2 separate regions of the Zea mays genome follow, and region 2 is linked to region 1. The links are chromatin contacts, called in public Hi-C maps. All regions are on one chromosome and are shown on one strand. Each heading gives the region's core, a stretch centred on a gene start, on an enhancer-like site or on the middle of the called end of the contact. The rest is flanking DNA. Distances are from core to core; before and after follow the strand shown. Region 1 holds the start of LOC541803 (cellulose synthase 5). Region 2 holds the start of LOC103644219 (polygalacturonase ADPG2).

Region 1 (4,497 bases), core at 684-3,183:
GATCCACAAAAAGTTATTGCTAAAAGTGCCATGAAAGTCAGCATTTACATGTTTGATAGCGATAACCGACATCTGCATTCATATATATAATATAACGTACAAGTATTTCCACTGACATCAGTCATCTGCATAAATTTTGTTCAAAAGGCATGATTTGACAAACTGTCTTAGATTTCTGAACACGCCAAAGTGCAAACTACTGTTAACAGTGCTAGTACATATAAAGGAGGAAACATTAATTATTGGTACATTTGGAGCTCGCGAAAGGTACGCACAAGCATATGTGAATTGTGAACTTACAGTAAGGCATCTTCCATGTTATAATCAGTAGAAGCATCAATATCAGCAACTCCACGCCCTTCTGATGGAGCAATGCTTGTTCCATTGGTCATAGGAATTGCACCTTTATCCTTCATTTTCCATCCATCCACCCTCTCTTTCCATGCAACATTGCCAAGGCTACCGGAGAACTCCCTCGATGGGTTTGCTGATAAGAACCAGGCCGCAGAGATTAGATCATAGCAGATGCAACAGTAACCAACAAAACATGAGATATTGATGATCGAGACACCTACGAGAATGATTTACATAAGGAAATTGATGTCCACGCCTGCCAATGTTCCCAACAGGAGACATCATATGATCAGGGGAAGCTCCAGGAATCTCTCCTGAGATCTGTAAATACGATTCATATGAAGGAACTGAATATTAGTTATGTCTTCTGAACTATATTTAACACAATCGCCTTAAAAGTCTAAAGTTTCAACTCCAACCTGGCTATGAGTTAGTGACGGGATATATCCACGAGGGATCTCACCACTGTCATACTTCCCATGCCCAATTTCACCGCTGTCATACTTAGCCAGGCCAATATCACTGCCACGTGAGTTTGTCCGCCAGGTGAGCATTCTCTCAGCAATCTTTTGCTTCTGATCCTGGTTGCCAGATGCTTGGTAGTTGTAGTCACTCACATCGTCAGCATCCACATCCTCATTTTCCTCACCGTGTACTGGTGGGCTCCCTGAACAACAGAACACGATTGAGTAAAGAATAAGATTCAGCCTCGGTTGAAGCCAAAGAATTCCACTCTTGTGGCTCTTGGCGGCAATGTGACTCGAAACTACAATTCGAGTACAGTTCACTGAGAGAGCTAGCTTACGGTGAGAATCTGAATAAATTTGCCAAACACTGAACTATTACCTGTTCCTAGCGATTAAAACACAACTACCTGCTTGATTTCAGTGGCTGTTGCAGCCTAGCCTGCTGCACTCAACCTGGAGTACATGGAAATCGGTGGAAATGGCGGCGGTTGGCCATACCTTTGTGGCGCTTGTACTTAGTCTTGCACTGCGGGCACGCCTGGGTGCCGTCCTTGCGCTCGTACTCGTAGCATGGGCGGCACACGGGGAAGCCGCAGACGTCGCAGGCGGTGAAGAGGTCGCCGTCCGCCGCGGTGCCCACGCCGTCGCCGCAGATCTGGCACACCTGCCCGGCCACATGCTTCCCCGAATTCTTCGCACGCGCGCAGATAAACCAAACCCAAAAGGCACACACACGAAAACACCTTCAGTAACGAACAAACCGCGGGAGAAAACCCTCCTGCTACTCCCTATAATTCCCCCAACCCCCGTCCCCCGAAATGCGTGCCACTCACCGTGGCGTCGCCGCCGTCCATGGCGCACCAATCCGAGCCCTCCACGAGTTCACAAACGCCGGACCCCCGCCGACTCACCGCATTCCTCGGCTTCCCCTCCCGCGTGCCGGCGCCGAATCGCCCCCGGGCTCGCGCGCTGGCGGGAGAGGCAGAAGCAGAGGCAGCCCAGCGGTGGCAGTGGCCCTAACCCAGTGTTCACCTCGCGCAGGAGCAAGTGGTGGAGCTCGCTCGAGGCGGCGACGGAGGGGGGAGGGGAAAAGGGACGCGGCACCGACGAGACGGCGACGGGGTGGGGTGGGGTGGGGGGACGCGCACACGAGGCAATGCCGTGCGGATTGGATCGGCGTGTTACCACCTTGCTTGCGTGGTGCCGGGGTTTAGCGATCGGTGATTGAGTGATAAACCCCGGGATTTTGCTGGGTAATTTTGGATTCGCTTGCGAGGTTGGAGTTGATCTGTCCTTGGTTTTGGCTGTTAGTTTTCGCGTGGGGGAGGCCAGGTGGGGAATGGGATTAGCGGTGGGGTGGACGGGGACCACAGGACAGCGATGTACGTGGGGGAGTCCATGTCGAGACCTCGCTCTCGTGGTCGGCCGCACAGCTGGACTCTGGAGAGGGCGTGTGGGGCCGAGTGGCAGGGACTGCGGCAACGCGCGACAGCTGGGGATTGGTTGGCTGCCGCAATGCCGCTGGAGGAGGAGTGGAGGACTGCCCGAAGGACGGACGGGAATGAATGAATGTCGTAGGATGGGGGGTTTTTTTTAAGGAATGTCATGGAATGGAATGTGTGGATCCTTAAGGTCACAGCTGCACATATGCTGTCAAACAGCCGAACAGTTGAGTTTCCACTGTGATCGTGTACAAATACAGTATCATCACATACGTGTATTCGTGCCACTACAAGGTAGAACTGATTGTTTGCCTAGGCCAAGGTGGAGCAATGTCGTTAAGCATGAATTCGGATCCACTCGCTCCGAATATATCTAGATCGTTATATCTAGCTTTTTAGTTTGGAACACATAGTCACATAGATATGTAGATAATAAGTAGGAGGACCCAATATAATATGTACTATCTATTAAATTAATAATGTAGGCCACGACACTAGACGCACTACCATCCCTCGCTCCCTCTCCGCGCACACGCATGCGTCCGCGCCTGCCTCCCCGTGCTCGCAAAATCCGCTCCAACCCCTTCTCCTCGGACCGCCGCCCCCACACCTCCCATTTCTCGCATCCACTCCCTCCCGGCCATGCCCCCACCTGCACCTGCACACGTCCTCCCAACGATCCGGGATCCTATCCACTCGACAAAACCTAACAACCCCATGTGATTTATCCGCCCCGATCGCAATCCATTCGGTTAAACCCTAACAACCACGGTCCCCATATAATCATCGTCGCTAGCGCCATCGGCATCTGCCTCCTCGTTGTGCTCAGGCGCCCTGTTGGGGGTATGCTTCGTAGCCGAAGATCCTAAAGAAATGAACACCTTCGGCAAATCCTCTCCAAAGCAGCGCCGAAGCTAGCGACTGTAAAGCTTCGGCACAGTGATATGTCTCAAGACGAAGGGGTGAACCGACTTAAAGATGAAATGACTTGAAGACCCATAATATTCTGTGTCATTATTGTAGTTCATTGTAAAGGGTATAAATGTAATTATATACAGGCTGTGAACTGTGCCTATAAATAGGTGAACAGCACCCCTGTACTGTTCACGTGCTTTTCTGTAATCACGCATTGGGCATTTGTTTTTGCTTCACGCTGGTATTTTTGCTTTCCTTCAAGCCGAAGGTACATTTGTAATTTGTTATCATTTTTACAATAATGGAATAGAAATAAGTTAATAATAATAATCATGTGTTTAAATTATTTTACATATTTTTTATCCTTCCTCATTATTTGTCGTGTTTATGAAGGTATAACCTTCATAACCTTCGTCTGGAACCCATTATATCCTGAGGGAGATAATGCTTCGAAGGACGAAGGACTATAACATTTAACAATTTCTATGTTGCCTTGTTCTTGATTCATAGTATTTGAGAACAAGTCCCCAACATTGGCGCCCACCTCCGGTGAACTCACTTCCACTTTTTTGAGCTGATGGCTTCGATCAAGAATCAAGCTGGAACTGCTTCGGCTCCGAAGCTGGTTCTCCCGATAACAGGCGGTTCATGCTCAGAACCGGCCAACAAGAAACAGAAGAAGGAGGCACAGAGAAGAGTACAACATGTAGGGGTACAAGGACCCTTCATCAAATCAAGATGGTCTCACATTCCAATTACTTTTTCTCAAGAGGATCTTCAGCTCAAGGATTACCCACACAATGATGTTATGGTTATCTTTTGTGTGATCAAAGGATTTCTAGTCCATAATGTTTTGGTTGATACAGGCAGTGCAGCTGATATCATATTCGCTAAGGCCTTCAGACACATGCAAGAGCCCGAAGACAAGATCCATGATGCCACACACCCCCTTTGTGGCTTCGGAGGAAGACAGATTGTAGCACTCGGAAAAATCACAATGCCAGTAACCTTCGGATATATCAACAACACAAGGATTGAACAAGTTGTATTCGATATTGTTGACATGGAATACCCTTACAATGCAATCATTGGTCGTGGTACTCTCAATGCCTTCGAAGCAATTCTTCATCCAGCATATCTTTGCATGAAGATACCTTCAGACCAAGGACCCATTGCTATTCATGGAAGTCAGGAAGCTGCCAGAAGGGCCGAAGGAAATTGGACAGACTCAAAAGCAATCCATAACATAGATGGAGCTGAAGCTTGTGAGCAATACAAGTTCAGAAGGGAGAAAGCTGCTTCGGCCGATCAGCCGAAGC
Region 2 (4,497 bases), core at 1,215-3,714, 220 kb after region 1:
TGACAAGAAACGTACTTTAGATCGGATCTCAGATGTTCCTATGAAAGGCTTGTTGTTTATATGGCCCTAGTTTCGGTTCACAATGTGGGTAATTCCAATAGTTTTTTGGCCCATCCACGCGCCTTCGGTTGTACGTGTTGCGTCCGTCTATCTATGACCAATAATATTCTAAACCATGATTCATACATGTTTATTTCCTTTTCGTTCACCTTCGATGCACGTTTACTTTTATTTACGTATTCTCTATAAACTTGGAAAAGATGATAATTGGCTCAAGGGAGTTGAATATTACAACTAGCACGGATCGATCCATGTGACCAAGCCAGAATTTGATGTTTACTTTGTTGTTGTACACCTGTAGAGCGATTCACGGACTGCCGCATACCCTCCCTGGTTGATAGGTTAAGTCAGGTGACACGCCAAGAACCCTTATTGCCTCTAACATTTAGAGATAGTCGGAGCTGCTTTAGAAGCGATGATCATAGTAGCAACGTTTCTCCTGGCTCCATGTGTGACAACTGCCCACATGATCGATCGTAGGTTTCCTAAGATGACACCTCCTGCTTTACTCTTCAAAACGATACACTCAACCGCAGTAATTTCTCTCCCTACAAGAAATGCATAGATGAAAGGGGATTTCTTGTTATGATAGGGATAATGGATTATATGTATTGAAAGTGAAAGAATTGTCTCATTAGATGTAAAAAAGGATAATTCACATCCCCGACCATCGTGGGCGAGGCGGTTGCCTCGTATAACTTATGGATATGGCATGCTTTTTCAGTGGCGGGATAGAACAACGACGTGAACGTGCTCAACCAATAATTAATTGTTCTTTGTCGACATGTTTTAAGGGTGAAGTAACAAAGGTGGACTTCATGGTAAACAGTTACGAGTATAACCGGAGGTACTACTTTGCTAATGGCATATATCTTCGATGGCCGGTATTTGTAAAGACCATCCTGCTCCCATAAAACTCCAAATAAGTGGATGTTTGTTGCATGCCTGAAAGATACACGGGAGGACATTCATATTCTTGCAACGCTAGGCTATTCTTTTTTCCCACCAGGCATTAGTGTGATTATTATACGTGTACGTGTACGTATCATTTTGTACAATATAATATAAAAATGAACGTGTACGATCGTATGACGTGGACGGCTATGAAAATAAGCAAATAAATTTTTTTTGTTGGGATTTCATGTAATTTGAAGGGGCACAATATGATTTTGTATGTTGTCATGGGCACTGAGTCTTTCCCTCCTGACTGAGACGGATGGGTGCCGGTGCCCCCGTCGGCGGGACAGTGGTACTGTGTACGTTATCACACAAGCCTTAACTGCGGATGGTGAAAACAACCGATAATGACCTCGATGCTGATCGGCAGACACGCACTGTACCTCGTCATCATCGTGACAGCCATCGTGGCTGTGCTTCGTTGTTCACCGCCGATCCGATCGATCTGCTGGACGGCCATCTGCTGCCACGCCCACGCGCACCGTCGGCTGGACGGCCGCCATCAGACTCCTGTCTCTTTGGGTCTCCCTGCTCCGATGAGTACTCATCTTGTCTCTCTTGCTAGAGCCTAGAGGTCCAGAACCGTCTCCAGCAGACACGCCTATACGGACTACAGATTCGGATGCGAATTCCCCCATACTGGGTCATATTATTACTATACAAAATAGAAACTCACTGAACAACTCGCTGCTCAAAACACAGCAAATTAACTGATATCGGTTTTCTTTTTTCTTTTCTTTTTCCTTTTTGAACAGATAAAGACCGAAAGGGCAACCAGAGCCACAGGCCACCAGCGGTGCAGAGCCTACGAGAAAGGACTGGACACTGCGGCTGCGGGCCCCCTACTACAATTTTACTTCCAGCAAAAAGTCGCAGCATAGATAGGCTTAACGGAACTGGGGGAAAAAGGACCTCCGAAAATGCAGTAGGGCAGGCCCGTGCAAATCTGGGCTAAGGAAGACAAATTCAAGCTGGGCTATGATTGGGCCTCTCTCCCTGCTAACATGATGGGCTCGGCTCATCTAGCACAGGGCACACCAAAGAATGGGGCTACTTGACCTGCACCAAGGTACATGTGCCAACTGTTTGGTGGCGAGATGCAGAATTCGAGAAATTTTGTCACGAGGATCCAGCAGGAGGCTCAGATTCAGGTTCTGTCACGGTACTCATTTTTATCCCTCTGGCGCAATACCTGAAGCAAGAATCTTATCCACGGGTTCCCTTCCGTCCGCAAGCATGGCTGCATGCTGCAGGCACGCTCCAGGCCAGCCTAACCTCTGCCCTCCGCGTGTGCGTGATCCTTCAACGGCAACGCAACCCCCAGACAGAATAGAATCCCTAGTTCGTCCCGGCGCGCGCGTCACGATCCCGACACCAAGCTGGGCAAAAACCAAAACTGCGTCGGCTCAGGTCCCCCGCGACCAGAATTTAAAGCTGAAGCCGCGAGCACGATCGCCTCCGACTTCAGTTCCGTGCTGACGACGCGATTCACTTCAGAGTTGAGGCCTGTCCATCGGTGCTTGGCGCTGCCCATGGCGTCCAGCATGAAGCCGACAATGCTCGCGTCCACGGCGGCCCTGCCCCTCCTCGCGCTCCTCCTCCTCCTCCTCCACCTCTCGTCCGGCGCTCTCGAGGCCGTAGTAGTAAGCGCGAGCAACGGCACCGCAGCCGACGGTGCGAGCTACACGTGCAGCGGGTCCCTGACGTGGCCGTCGTCGTCTCACCAGAGCGTGTTCAGCCTCGACCGCTACGGCGCCCGCGGCGACGGCAGGCACGACGACACGGGCGCGCTCGCCAGGGCGTGGGAGGCGGCGTGCGCCTCGCCGCGGCCGGCCGTCCTGCTCGTCCCCGGCGGCAGGCGCTACCTGCTCAAGCTCGTCGTCCTGCGTGGCCCGTGCAGGTCCCGCGTCGCGGTCACCGTGAAGGGCACCCTGGTGGCGTCGCCCAACAGGGCGGACTGGAGCGACAGCGACCGGAGGCACTGGATCGTGTTCCGGAGCGTCGACAGGCTCACTGTCCACGGCCGTGGCTCCATCGACGGCAACGGACACAGCTGGTGGCCGCACTCGTGCAAGATCAACAAGGCTCTGGTAGTATAAAGCTGTGGCGCCGACCGGTTCTAAAAACGAAGTGTGTGTGTCATGTGTGACCTCCTAACTGAACTGGCTTCTTCTCTCTTTCTCTATAGCCCTGCAAGGCGGCTCCAACGGCTCTGTCGTTCCACTACTGCACCAATCTAAGGGTGGAGAATCTCAAGATGATGAACAGCCAGCAGATCCACATGTCGATCGAGGACTGCGCCAGCGTGCAGGTGTCAAGGCTGTCCATCACAGCACCCGGCACGAGCCCTAACACCGACGGCATCCACATCACGCGCAGCAAAGATGTGCGCGTCACGAACTGCAAGATCAAGACAGGTACGTAGTAGTAGTAGCAGCCAACACGTACGCCAAGCCATGGACACCACTACTATGCCTTCAATTCAAACTTTTCCCTGCTCAATTTCGCAGGAGACGACTGCATGTCGATCGAGGACGGGACGCACGGCCTCCACGTCTCCGGCGTCGTCTGTGGCCCCGGGCACGGGATCAGCGTCGGGAGCCTAGGAGACGACGACTCGCGAGCGGAGGTCTCCGGCATCACCATAGACTCAGTGCAGCTACACGGCACCACCAACGGGGCCCGGATCAAGACGTACCAGGGAGGCAGCGGGTACGCCAGGGACATCACGTTCCAGAACATGGCCATGCACGGCGTCAGGAACCCGATCGTCATCGACCAGAGCTACTGCGACAGGGCCGAGGCTGAGCCGCCGTGCCGGGAGCAGAGGTCGGCGGTGCAGATCAGCGACGTCGTCTTCAGGAACATCCGGGGGACGACCGTCACCAGGGACGCCATCAGGATGAGCTGCAGCAGGGACGTCCCGTGCCGGGGCATCGTCCTGCAGAACATTGACCTCAAAATGCAGGGCGGGAAGGGACACGCGGAGAGCACCTGCCAGAATGCCAAGTGGAGAAAGTCCGGAAAGGTCGTTCCGCAGCCGTGCACCTCGAAGGAGGAGGGCAAGGTTGGGCAGCTGTTGGAGTTCCTCTTAGATCACGAGCTCGCGTCGTCTTTGCGCTCGTGGAGTTCCTGGTCACTGTGGAACTAGAGACCTGCATGCAGTTCGTCGTTTTGCTGCTGTGCTCAGTGAGTACGTCAGTGTATTTGTCATTTCCTTCACGTAAGTAGTACGTAACACCCATGCATGTATAATGTACTGTTATATATATTAATATATAGCAACCACAACCACGCATCCACATCAGCTGCTTGTATTTTAGGGGACATGACGCTTGAGATTTCAGAATCAAACATGGTGTGGCGACCTGGACAGCTCTAAACATCGCGCATAATTGGGCGTCTTGGCCTATTGTCCTGGTCCCACACCTATTTGAGCCACAAAAAAAACAACAAGAAGAAACACCCTTCTGATAAGAC

What was found. Hi-C and Micro-C count contacts between places; a contact is called where the count stands out from the background.
Region 2: a contact with region 1 is called in a Hi-C map of bundle sheath, with 2.1 times the contacts expected there. The contact joins the promoter of LOC103644219 here to the promoter of LOC541803 in region 1. A contact is called at or near these places in 7 of 25 Hi-C or Micro-C datasets (bundle sheath, ear, endosperm and 2 more).

Annotation. Positions count from the first base shown.
Region 1 is chr1:297,614,839-297,619,335 of Zm-B73-REFERENCE-NAM-5.0, forward strand. LOC541803 (cellulose synthase 5) reads right to left here and starts at 1,934. Exons shown (of 14, transcript NM_001111485.2): 1 at 1,655-1,934; 2 at 1,320-1,512; 3 at 774-1,021; 4 at 576-675; 5 at 301-487. The coding sequence starts at 1,675.
Region 2 is chr1:297,831,121-297,835,617 of Zm-B73-REFERENCE-NAM-5.0, forward strand. It overlaps LOC103644219 (polygalacturonase ADPG2), which reads left to right and starts at 2,465. Exons shown (of 3, transcript XM_008667417.2): 1 at 2,465-3,107; 2 at 3,206-3,434; 3 at 3,528-4,324. The coding sequence starts at 2,550. The coding sequence ends at 4,168.